Regions from separate parts of the Mus musculus genome. Here region 2 is linked to region 1. A link is a contact called in public capture Hi-C data. All regions are on one chromosome and are shown on one strand. Each heading gives the region's core, a stretch centred on a gene start, on an enhancer-like site or on the middle of the called end of the contact. The rest is flanking DNA. Distances are from core to core; before and after follow the strand shown.

Region 1 (5,820 bases), core at 1,428-3,927:
ATTTTACTTTCTGTAGCAAGGTTTCCTGGTGATTACTCAATTGTTTCTCCAGAGATTTTATTTTGTTGTTGTTATGGTTGTTGTCTGCTTTTATTTCTCATTTTCAAGACAGGGTTTGTCTGTGTAGCCCTGGCTGTCCTGGAGCTCCCTCTGTAGACCAGGCTGGCCTTGAACTTAGATATTTGTCTGCTTCTACATCTCAAGTGCTGGAAAAAGGGTGTGCTCCCACCACCACCACCCAGATTCTCTTGTGCTTTTAAGGATCATGTTTCAGTAGGTTATTTCTAATGTATTATCCACCCCTGGACCAGTTCTGGCATACATATACATATACATGTACATATACATATTTTTTGAGATTATAATTATGTCACTTCCTCCTACCCTTTCCTCCCTTCAAACCCTCCTATACATCTTTCCTTGCTTTCTTCCAAATGCATGGCTTCTATTTTTCATTATTTGTTGTCACAAATATATACATACACACATACATACATACATGCACACATACACACAGAGACACATGCATGCATACATATACACATGGACACACACATATATACATGGATATACACAGACATACAGACACACACAAACATACACATATATACATATACACACATATATATGTATATACATATACACACACAGAGACACACATACACAGACATAGATACACAAACACATACACAGACATACAGACACAGACACACACGCACACATACACATACATGCATACATACACACACATACACAAACACACAGACACATGCACATACACATATATATAGTCTTACATTCATAAATACAACCTACATAATGTTACTTTTATGTACATTTTCAGGGCTGTCCATTTGGTATTAGATAACCAATTGGTGTGTTCTTTCTTGAGAAAGACTATTTCTCCAACTCTTGCTTGACCATTACACAAAACAGGATCTCATTAACTCAGACAAGCTTCTAAGTTGCAATCCTCCTGCCTCAACATACTTAGTGCTGGAAGTACAGCCATGTGTCACCATGCTCAGCTTCTCTGTATCTTCTTGAAGTTCACGACTTTCCATCAAATAACTGTTTTGAATTCTTGTCCAAGAGGCCAACATATCCACCACCTCATCATCGGCTTTTGACATCTCAGCTCCCTGGAAGCTCTCGATGCTTGTTAGTATCTGACAGCATCCATGCACTGAAGCATTCGGCGTGTATTCCAGCTGTCACTACTTGGCTTTAATGGTGCCTGGCCTGGGAATTCTAAGAAGGTCGTTCTGGAGCCTGTATTTATTGCCCACGGTTGCAACACTAGAGGGCGCTAGTCCCAGTAAATTCAAAACTAGTGCTGCTATTCTGCTATCCCTAGCTTAGGTTTGTTGCAATTGGTACCGCTGTATGTGGTAGATTAGGGGACTGCCTAGATAAGGTGATCCAATCTCAGGACCGAACACCTCATCTACAATCACTAGCCTGCAGTCAGGAACAACAGGGTTCTAAGCAGCCCTGAGCCTTACCACAAGGGATGCAGCTCAAAAGGCCAGGTTTGGGTGCCTCTCTGGAGCCCTTAGGTTCCTGAGTCCAGTGTAACTATGTTTCCATGGCCTGTCTGGTGATGTCGTCCCTTTGGCTGGACACCACTGCAGCCAGGTACAGGCAATGCAAACTGGAATTTTATGTGACATCCAGGCTTTTCTGCATGGGTGTTGTTCATGGGAAGAATCTACAGCCCCAGCACTGAGTTTCAAGTAAAAGTTCTATACCTCTTTCCATCATACGTTACTTGCAAATAAAATGTCTTTGAACTTGCTGCCTGAGATTGAAGGTGAATAGTGGAGGTAATCCCTTGGCTAACAAGATTGGTGTTAAGTAGTGTCATACCTGATGCTACAACCTTTAGAACTGGTATACTGGCTGAGTTAGCAATTGTGTAAGTGAGAACCCGGGTCCAGCTCACCAATGTCAGAGATGCTTGCCTAGCTCTGGGGTGGATCCAGAGACTCTCTGTGAAGATTAGCCTGGGAGCAAGGGCAGGGTGGAGGAGTCTACTCAGTACTGAATTTCACCCTAGTGAGAGGTTGGTTCAAGTCTCCCTCCCCTCCCAAAAAGTGTCTCTCTCTAGGCCATTTGCTCTCAACCTTTGATCCAAGTGACCCTTTTACAGGGGTCGCCTAAGGCCATCGGAAAACACAGATATTTAGGTTACAATTTATAACAGTGAAAAAATAATCTTATGGTTGTGGGTCACCATAGCATAAAGAACTGTATTAGGAGCACTGGGAATGGTGAGAGCCTCTGTGGTTCTCTAGGCTGTTTGATTCTTGGATTTGGAGGGTTTCCCTCCGGCTTGCTCAAACATCATTTTCCATTATTATACTAAAACCCAGACACTATCATCTTTCTTCTGGTTTAACTCTTGTGAAGGTTAGTCATATGGAAATAACTCCAACTGATGTTTCTGAAGGTAAGCAATTGCTGCTATCGTCTTGCTGTGCCCTGTTCAAGAGGACTCTTGTAATTAACTCAGTGTTTGTTTTTAAGTAAATTCTTGAAAGAAATCAAACTCAAGCACTTTCTAAGTGTGGTCCTATTTGGACTTCTTGGGCCTTTGGTTATATTCTGTTTTCTGCTTCTGCTGCTAGGACTGAAAGGCTCCCTCCAGAGGCTGCAACTGGAATACGTGGATGTGGTCTTTGCAAATCGCCCAGACAGCAACACTCCCATGGAAGGTGAGTAAAAGAATCTAATAAGAAAAAGAGGCTACAGAATTGCTGGACCTAGCCTGAAGACTGTTTCTACTACAGTAAGTAATGAAGTATGTTCAGATTGTTAAGCTAGAATTTAAAAAAATAAAACCTTTCCAATGTCCTTTAGCTTCTGTATTGACCCCAAAAGCCAAGAGACTACTACGTAGGTTTATTTTCCTCCCCGCCCCACTCCTCCTCCTCTTCCTCCTTCTAACTTCCTTCTTTACCTTTATTTTCAGTTTCCTTTCTTGGTTGCAAAATACTCATTTCTTCCAGATTCACTTCACTTTTATGATTTCATCAACTGAAACGATTACGTTACTCAGATAATCCAACCACTGTTTCTGAGGCTCCTCTACAGAGCTTCCTTTTCTATAATGATGCTAAGTCTGATTAGTTTGCAATCCTGCCTGATAAATGCTGAGACATGCTGTGAGTGAGCAGGCATTGGACAGGCAGACCTACTTAATAAGGCTCTTCTTTGCAGTTTGGGTTTGGTTCTCTGCAAGCTGTGCTCCTGTCCCCCCTGTCAGAAAACCACAGCTTGTCCCCTGTGAAAGCCTTTAGAATACTCAAAAAGCCACATTTTCAATTGTATCCATTTGTCAATCTTACCTGGGATGACTGAGAAATAAGATTTGTTCTGTGAAGATTTGTTCTTACTGTTAGATTATGGAAATTAAGGAGAATATGAATGATTCAAGTTCATAGGAATTTTCTAAGTTGCATTTTGTAGATCGTCATTCATTTCAAACATATGTTATGGAGACTATTTGTATTGCCATTTATCTTTCCCAAATACAGAGAAACTATGTGTATATACATATATTTATATACACATTATTATCTGTGTTTACATATCATATATATGTGTGTGTGTATCTGTCAAAACAAAGGCTGTTTGATATGCAGATCATAAATAGTATTAGAGATACTTATTTCAATAATAGCATGCTGTCACACAATTCACAAAGATACATTCAAACAGAGCACTAAAGCCATTTAGTCAGCAAAACTACCAAATAAAATATTGGATTTTAAAAGGCTAATTGTTTCTCCATTTTAAGTACCTGGTGGCTCTTTTCCTCTTTGGAATGGTGTCTGTTACAGTTACACCATGTACATATAGACAACAGCTGAGTTTGTCCTCCTACCTATCCTGCATCCTACTTTACCTTTAATTTTAGGGATATATTGTAGCCCCTCAATCAGGAAATATAAGCTGCAGTATAGCTATAAAAAGAAAACCATATTATAAGGGCCTCTCAAGTGAAAAGGATACAGTATGTGGGTAAAAGAAGGAAATTCTCCAGCCATGTGATGCTAACAGGTTAAGTGTCTCTTGTATAAATACCAATGGTATGTTGAAATTTAGTTAAGAAATTTCCAAGTATTTTTTTTTTAAAGAACAGACTGCTATTCCCTGATAGAGTCTGTAATGTAGCATTATCTAACCTCTCCTGAAATTGGAGAAAATTACGTTTTTCCCTAAGATTTTCAAATAAAGTTCTACAAGGTAAAGTGGGAAGCTATATCATACTTAGTCATTGTACGAAGAGTGTTAAACAATGGGTATTTCCCACCTACTGAGTAAGTCACAAAGCATAGGCCTCTGTAGCTCCCTTAGCAGAGATTACCACCTTGTACTGGAATGCAGTCCCTCCACCTCTCCCTGCTGCCAGCCAGACACCACCCCCAGCAGACTACCAACCCTGAAGTTTCCTCTGCCTTGGGTCTAGTGAACAGGCGCTCCAGGCTGTTCTCAGGAAGACTCACCCCAAATGGTTTCCGTGTAGCTTATTCTAGCTTTCTGATAAAGTTATATTCCATAATTGCCTATAATTTATAATCACTTATTTATAGATCAAATAGAAATACCAGAGTCCGATTCTGGTTATGGACGCACAGATTGTACAGTCTTTCCTGCTTTACTCTAACAAGGCAAGGGCTGGAATATCGAAAGAAAAAAGTGAAGTACAGAGACAAGATGACTTCCTCAAAGTGCAGGGATTGGGGATATACCTGAGTTGTTTCTAGACTCTGTGTTAAGATTCAGGCTGGCAATGAATGTGAATCCTGCATGCCTGCACATAAGTCAAAGTTATACGGGCACATTGCGGTTTACCTGGGAGGATGACTAGTGCTCCTAAATGCCTAGGAGACAGGCTGAATATTACCAGAACTACCCTTGGAACCTTTCGGTAACCGCTAGTCAGTGTAACTCTACAGCCCTTATTCGGCTCTTCCAGACAAAATGACAAAAACATCTTCAGGTATTCACCCAGCCAATATCTTCAAATAATAGCAGAAACAATCTCTAATACCATTCACCTGCTTTTATTATCTCAGTACATCACAACTTAGTTGGACCCATTTCTATTTGCAATTAGTGACACAGCAGTAATTACCAAGCATATATTAATTGCATGTGTATCAATACGCCAGAGCTCAGCATTTGTAGATCCTCATTCATTCCAAACATTAGAATTCTCATCGGTGAAGAGGCTAATTCTTTTAGAGAGGCTGAAGCAGCTCTCCAATGAAGCAGCCCAGCCAAGGCATCAATAGCCCCTCACTGTTGCCGATTACCCAAAGGAGAGGAATAAAGCAACCAGCATGAAACACTGGGTGGCTTCTAGCCACCAACTCTGTGAGTGTCAAGATCATCTGTGTGCACGCTTTGGGTAGCTCAAAGTCACATTTCCATTTCAAGCTGTTAAAAATGCCATGAATCAGTGCTAATTGGGGGTGTATCTAAAATAAACCAGGATGAGTTTTGGCCAACTTCTGCATATCAAATTTCAACCAATTGAGCCAGAAAAAGATCAGTCATTGCACCTTCTTCACCATATATGGGCATCGTGTATCCCTTGCGCCGTTGCTACCCATCCCTGCCATTCTTGCCAAAAATCAAAAGACGAAAAGCAAGTTCTATCAAGAGAATGGTGGTAGTTTCCAAATGTGCAGTCAGTGGAGGAAATCAAAGCACTTCGTTTGCGATCTGCCACCTGACAGAATACAATTTGGTTTTGTGCTGACAGGAAAATGTGACAGTAGAGGGGAGCACACGCGCGTGTACGTTTTT
Region 2 (5,820 bases), core at 2,414-4,913, 200 kb after region 1:
CGAGCATGAACACATGCACACATGTGCGCATGTGCACGCACGCACACACACACACACACTTAAAATATTCAAAAATTTTTTAAAATGTTAAGAAAAACTTAACCTATGAGTCAACAATCATTTTTGTGCTCCTACAAATTGTCATAATCCTAAGTTTGGGTTAAGTTTTATGGCCGGAAGAAGCAGAGCTGTTCAAATTACACTTGCTATGTTTTCTATAAGAAAAAAATATTTTAGTACTCAATGGTTCTATTTTTACATTTTAATATGTGTGTGGATGATCTGCCTGCATGTGTATCTGTGCACCATGTGTGTGCCTGATGCCTGGGAAGATCAGACGAGGCTGTTGGATCATTGATAGTTGTGAGCTTACATATAAGTGCTGGCAATCAAACCCAGAACATCTGGAAGAGTAGAAACCAGTGCTCTTAACTGCTGAGCCATCTCTCCAGCCCAGTGCTTCTAACTTTTTTTTTTATTAAAGTATAACTACATAAAACCGTTCTACTTAATTTCCTATATTTATAAATAGTTAATCTTTTTACAATGATGTTTTAAAGAATAGTTTTATCCTCTGATGATTTTATATATGTATACAATGTATCTTGATCCTATTCGTCTCCAATTCCCCACTCCCAATTGTCTTTTTTCCTTTTTTTCACTTGTTTGTGTGTGTTTGTATGTGTGTGTACATACATACTGTGTTGTTCATGTGGAGATCAGAGGATAACTTGTGGGAGTTGGTTCTCTCCCTTTCCCTGACAAGCCATCTCGTGTGATGTAGGTTGGCCTGAAACTCAGTGTAGCTACTGACAATGACTTTGAACTGATTCTCTTACCCCTGTTTCCCAAACTGCTGGGATTACAGGTAGTTACACCACACCTAGCACTGTACCATTTCTAAAGTTATTCAAAGTGAGGAATGCTCACCTCTAAATGTGTATGTATAAGCATCTGGATATACCTGACCCTGTGATCTTACTCTCTATAAAATGGTTCTTTATCCCCTAAATATTTCTGCATGGACCCCCTGTCTTTTAAGCGCAAAGAGCAGGCCACAGAGTTGGTTAGTGGAGAAAGGTACTTGGTACAAAGCCTAATAGCGTGACCTCTATCTACTCTCAGGACCTGCACAGTGGAAGGTAAGGACCAGGCAAGGTAACTCTTGCAAGTTGTCTTCTGACCTGCATACACATACTGTGGCACAGTGTACATACACACATATGCAAATACATAGATAGATAGATAGATAGATAGATAGATAGATAGATAGATAGATAGATACTTAGACTAAAGAAAAAGCTCATGCATGTGCTCACACACACCACAAATAAAATTAAATAAAAATGAATGAATGAATGAATAAATGAATGAATGCAAGAAAGAGAGAGAAAGGCAGAGAGATCACATCTATGAGTTTGATGCCTGCCAGTTAGGGCAACATAGTGAGACCCTGTCTCAAAACAAAATTTGTATGTATTATGATACGTAATGACAGTAATTCTCTTACCACTGCTACATTTAAGAAATTAATATTCCTGTCATATATAATATTATTATTTCATCTATTTCACCAGTTATCTGAAGGGTATCATTGCAATATTTTAAAATGTCCATCATGTAGATAAAACATAGCCTTTAGTATCTTTCCATCTAAAATAATTTTATTATTTTATCTCTCATGGTACCAATATTTTTTCAGTTTTATAGGAAACCCACTATTTGCAATTCATGACATTGATATTTTGGTTGTCATTTGTTTTGAAACAGGTTTTGCTCTCAAACTTGAAACTCACTGAGGTTGTCTGAATGAGAAATGTCCCCTGAAGGCTTAGGTGTTTGAACCTAGGTCCTAATTGGTGGTGCTGTTGTGGGGGCAGAAGATATATTTAAATACCACAACTATCTTCTAGCCTTTCACCTAGCAGTATTAACATCAACTAGTACTCTCGTCAGTTACTAGATCAGTTAACCAAATGATTTTCTAAGTCTATTAATCTGTCCACATCCCCTAGCTATTGTTCTTCTGTAAAGAACTTTCTCGGCAAGGTGTGGTGGTAAATGCCTACAATCTCAGTCCTTTTGGAGACTGCACCTAGAAAAGGTTGGATATGAGTCCAACCTGGGTTTTACGTCTACCTCTGAGCCCTATCTCAAAGGAAAACAAACAAACAAACAAACAAACCAAACAAACAACAAACAAATCCAGCCCTACAGCTTGCTCTCTTTTTAGTACTCACCATAACTTTTGGATTATTTTTGTATACTTATGAATTTCATCTAAATTAAATGTTTTGTAACAAACCACCACTATTTCACTATCACTCACACTGTCCCAGAGTGCTCAGTAATATCTCCAGTTTGCCTCCTGTGCCCTTTGACCTGTCCCATCAGAGTTCTGTACGGCATCCCAGGCACCTCTGAGCAAAGTGGGCCCAAGTATCTACGAACGTCTGATACTTCGTCTGGGTCTGTTCCTCTGATTCATTCTTGTCATGTTACCTCTCAGCAGTAAAACCCTGCTCGGTCTGAGCCATGTGGAAATAAATGAGCATCCCTATGACCTATCACTTGGAAGGCGGAGTGAGGCAGGAGGACGTCATACTCCAGCGAGTCCATGGCCATCCTGGGCTGTGAGTTCACAGCCAGCTTACCAGTACTACATAGCAGTACTAGGTCTCAAAATAAATAAATGAAAAGATAGTTTGGGTCCCAATCCTATGCTTATCCTGAATTATTTATTACTGAAACTGAATTTTTATTACTGAAATTGAAACAGTTCCCTACCAACACAAAGCCCCCCATTTTTTAGACAGGGTCTTACTTTGTAGCCTGGCCTGGATCTTGCTATATATCCCAAGCTAGCCTAAAACTTTCGGCAATCTTCCTGCCTCTGTTTCCCATTGTGTACTGGGGTTATAGTCATGCTGCCACACCTATCATCTCCCTGATTACAGACTGACTTTTGAAAATAAAATATGATCACACCATTTTCTTTCTTTAAAATTTTTTAACTTATTATTTTATTATTTCACACACATAGCTGTATTGTCTATATGTCTATCTGTGTATCACACACTTCTTGCCCATAGGTATCAGATCTTCTGGAACTGGTGATACAAGCAGTTGTAAGTGACCATGTAGGTGCTAGGAATCAAACCCTGGTCCTGTGGAAGAACTCTTAACTGCTGAGCCATCTCCCTGGCTGCTGCTGCTGCTGCTGCTGCTGCTGCTGCTGCTGCTGCTGCTCCTCCTCCTCCTCCTCCTCTTCTTCTTTTTTAGATAGGGTTTCTTGGTGTAGCCCTGGCTGTTCAGGAACTAGCTCTGTAGAGTAGGCTGGCCTTTAACTCACAGAGATCTGCCTGCCTCTGCCTCTGCCTCTGCCTCTGCCTCTGCCTCTGCCTCTGCCTCTGCCTCTGCCTCTGCCTCTGCCTCTGCCTCTGCCTCTGCCTCTGCCTCTGCCTCTGCCTCTGCCTCTGGTGCTGGAATGAAAGGCATGCATCACCACCTCCCAGTGGCCATCCCACATTATTTTAATTGAAGCACACCGACTTTAATTTTGTGCTATAATCCTTAATTATGCCACAATGTGTATAACCACCAAACCCTCTCCAGTCACCACCACACCCCTTTCATTTTCTGTTTCCAGACACACTGGCTCTCTTGTATGTGCCATACCTTCACCATTCTGACTTTCACTTCCCGTATTTGTCTCTTGCCCACTATGTACTACTCCCACATTGACCTTTGACCTACTTGCTGTTTAATCATCAGAGTTTACTCATATGGTTTTTGACCAGGCACATTTTCCCTCACCTCTCCAGTCTAGATATAGTCTCAGTCATGGAACTTTCTCAAACAATGTTCAAAATCTGTAACTATAAAGTCAGACAGGTAGCCCAGTGTGTAAATAATAGCTGTATAACCTGTGACACATGGAGTCCAGCCTAAAGACCTGAGTTCCATTCACAGGACCCACAATGGAAGGAAACAACTGTCTTTCCAAAAGTTGCTCTCCGACCTTCAGTATACACCCATGCTCACACACATCTTACACACACACCACACCACACACACACACACACACACACACGGAGATCAATGTTTAAAAGCCTAATTAATTACATGTTGACTTGTGTAATATATGTTATTCCATACAAAGGCAGAGGTTCTGTCTCATTTGTTCAGACATGTGTGCTTGGCAACTTCTTACAGAGGCATTCAACAAAAGTGAAATAAATATAAATAATGTCAATCATTGTGTTGGGTCTTTTTTTTTCTGGGTCACTTTATACAACTAGCCCATTTATTTCCAGTAGGTTGTACCTGGTGTTCTGTTGATGCAGCTAAATGTCCTGGCTTTTCCCTTTGAAGCTGAAAAAAAAAAAAAGCAGTTTTGGTTTCCATCTCTCATGGTCACACAGATTTCATTTCAACAAGAGGTTATTTTTAACCGAAGAAACACTACTCTTTGGTAAAACTTTCAAACCAAAAGATTATCAGTTTCAGTGTAAATACACTCCTTGAGTGTGGAGGAGAAAAAAAAATCAGAATTTTGACTTCTAATTAGCTCTAACTCTTCAGAAAACAAAAAATAAAATCTTGCTGAAGTCAAAATAATGCACACACTGAATAATGTTGCAAATATTTTCTTTGGCTTAATATAGACTTCACTGGTACACTGAATTTCCATCTGTTTAACATTTGAAAATAAGAGACAGCTGCATCTTTAAGGTCTATAGGCAAGAAGCCAATACATAATAGGGATTCAAATTGATACTATACGTTTTCATTTGAGAGACATATTTAGCTTGCATTACTATAAGGTTGCTTACGTTTGTACTCTTTTTTTAATCTTCGTATTTTAATATGCTTGGCTTTGCTGTTTTTCCTTAGACCTCCTTGAAGAGATGTGAATGTCACCTGTTTCACTTCATCATCCTGAAAGTCACTTCTTCTGCGGCAGGCTTCCTTCCGTGGGGTTGCCAGGGCACAGCTGGGCAGGGGAGCTGTACATTATCTCCCGACAGTTTGCCTCTGCTGGAGAAACAGCAGGGCAGCCGGCAGGGACCCTATAGAACAATCACATAAACCTGGAGTGAGGGTGGAGTCTCTTTCCTTTAAGTGATTGTTAAGTGTGCAGCTTAAACCACCCTTAGCTTTCTGTTGGGCCCTCGGGAGAAACCAGGAATCGGTGAAACTGTCGAGTCATTGTACTTAGCCCTTTTTAGGTGAATTAAAGCAAACTTAGCTGACTATGATACTAAATTCTCTGCCCAGAAAAAGAAAATTACTATCTGCCATCTTTGGATTTTTTTTTTTTTGAACATGTAATGAATGTCTAAAAACACATGACTTCCAACTGAGTCTATGATGCTGAGTCTTCCCTCTAAGAATGTATGTGAGTGTCCCCTGTTTTTAGAAACTCCCTTGCTTTGTTGAGAGAGGAGCAGCTTTGGGAAACATCCCCTGTGTGTGCCTCACTTGCTGCAAGAACACTTTCTCCACTCTTTTCTTTCCTGGTTGTGCTTACTAAGCTCGTACTCACGGAGAAGGAAAGCCATTGTATCCGTTAGAAAATGAGTGGACCAACCCAGAGAGCAGCGCTTCATTTAAATGCTGTATGAGAATAAAACTCCCTTCTCTGAAATGAACACTACCGGCTGCCCAGGAGGAACAGAAACCAGCAGCGCTGCCAGGAAGAGTTTTAGACTGAGGCACCTGGAAAGAGCACTCTCCAGCCTGCCTGTCAGAGCTGCCTGCAGGCTGCTCAGTGTATTCCAGGCCCCCAGCTTATGTGAGCTGTCACCCACGTTGGGG

What was found. Capture Hi-C pulls out chosen DNA fragments and counts their contacts.
Region 2: a capture Hi-C map of macrophages shows a contact between it and region 1, with 3 times the contacts expected there. The contact joins two enhancer-like sites. A contact is called at or near these places in 1 of 39 promoter capture datasets (macrophages), 9 of 484 Hi-C or Micro-C datasets (the HL-1 cell line, the N1E-115 cell line, bone marrow-derived macrophages and 6 more), 7 of 115 datasets of contacts at active chromatin or transcription factors (bone marrow-derived dendritic cells, bone marrow-derived macrophages, double positive thymocytes and 3 more) and 2 of 9 other capture datasets (bone marrow-derived macrophages and macrophages).

Annotation. Positions count from the first base shown.
Region 1 is chr3:65,316,789-65,322,608 of GRCm38.p6, forward strand. Kcnab1 (potassium voltage-gated channel, shaker-related subfamily, beta member 1) reads left to right here. Exons shown (of 14, transcript NM_010597.5): 8 at 2,631-2,717. Among named protein-coding and RNA genes, the nearest start is that of A330015K06Rik, 17 kb to the left of the region's middle. Within about 2 kb of position 2,678, at least 40 of the 459 cell types and tissues checked have an H3K27ac peak or open chromatin away from gene starts, as enhancers often do. A contact at or near this core is called in bone marrow-derived macrophages and macrophages, where this site is marked.
Region 2 is chr3:65,512,313-65,518,132 of GRCm38.p6, forward strand. It overlaps Gm40066 (a long non-coding RNA gene), which reads left to right. Exons shown (of 3, transcript XR_867346.3): 3 at 4,897-4,980. It also overlaps Gm38503. Among named protein-coding and RNA genes, the nearest start is that of Tiparp, 13 kb to the right of the region's middle. Within about 2 kb of position 3,664, at least 74 of the 459 cell types and tissues checked have an H3K27ac peak or open chromatin away from gene starts, as enhancers often do. A contact at or near this core is called in bone marrow-derived macrophages and macrophages, where this site is marked.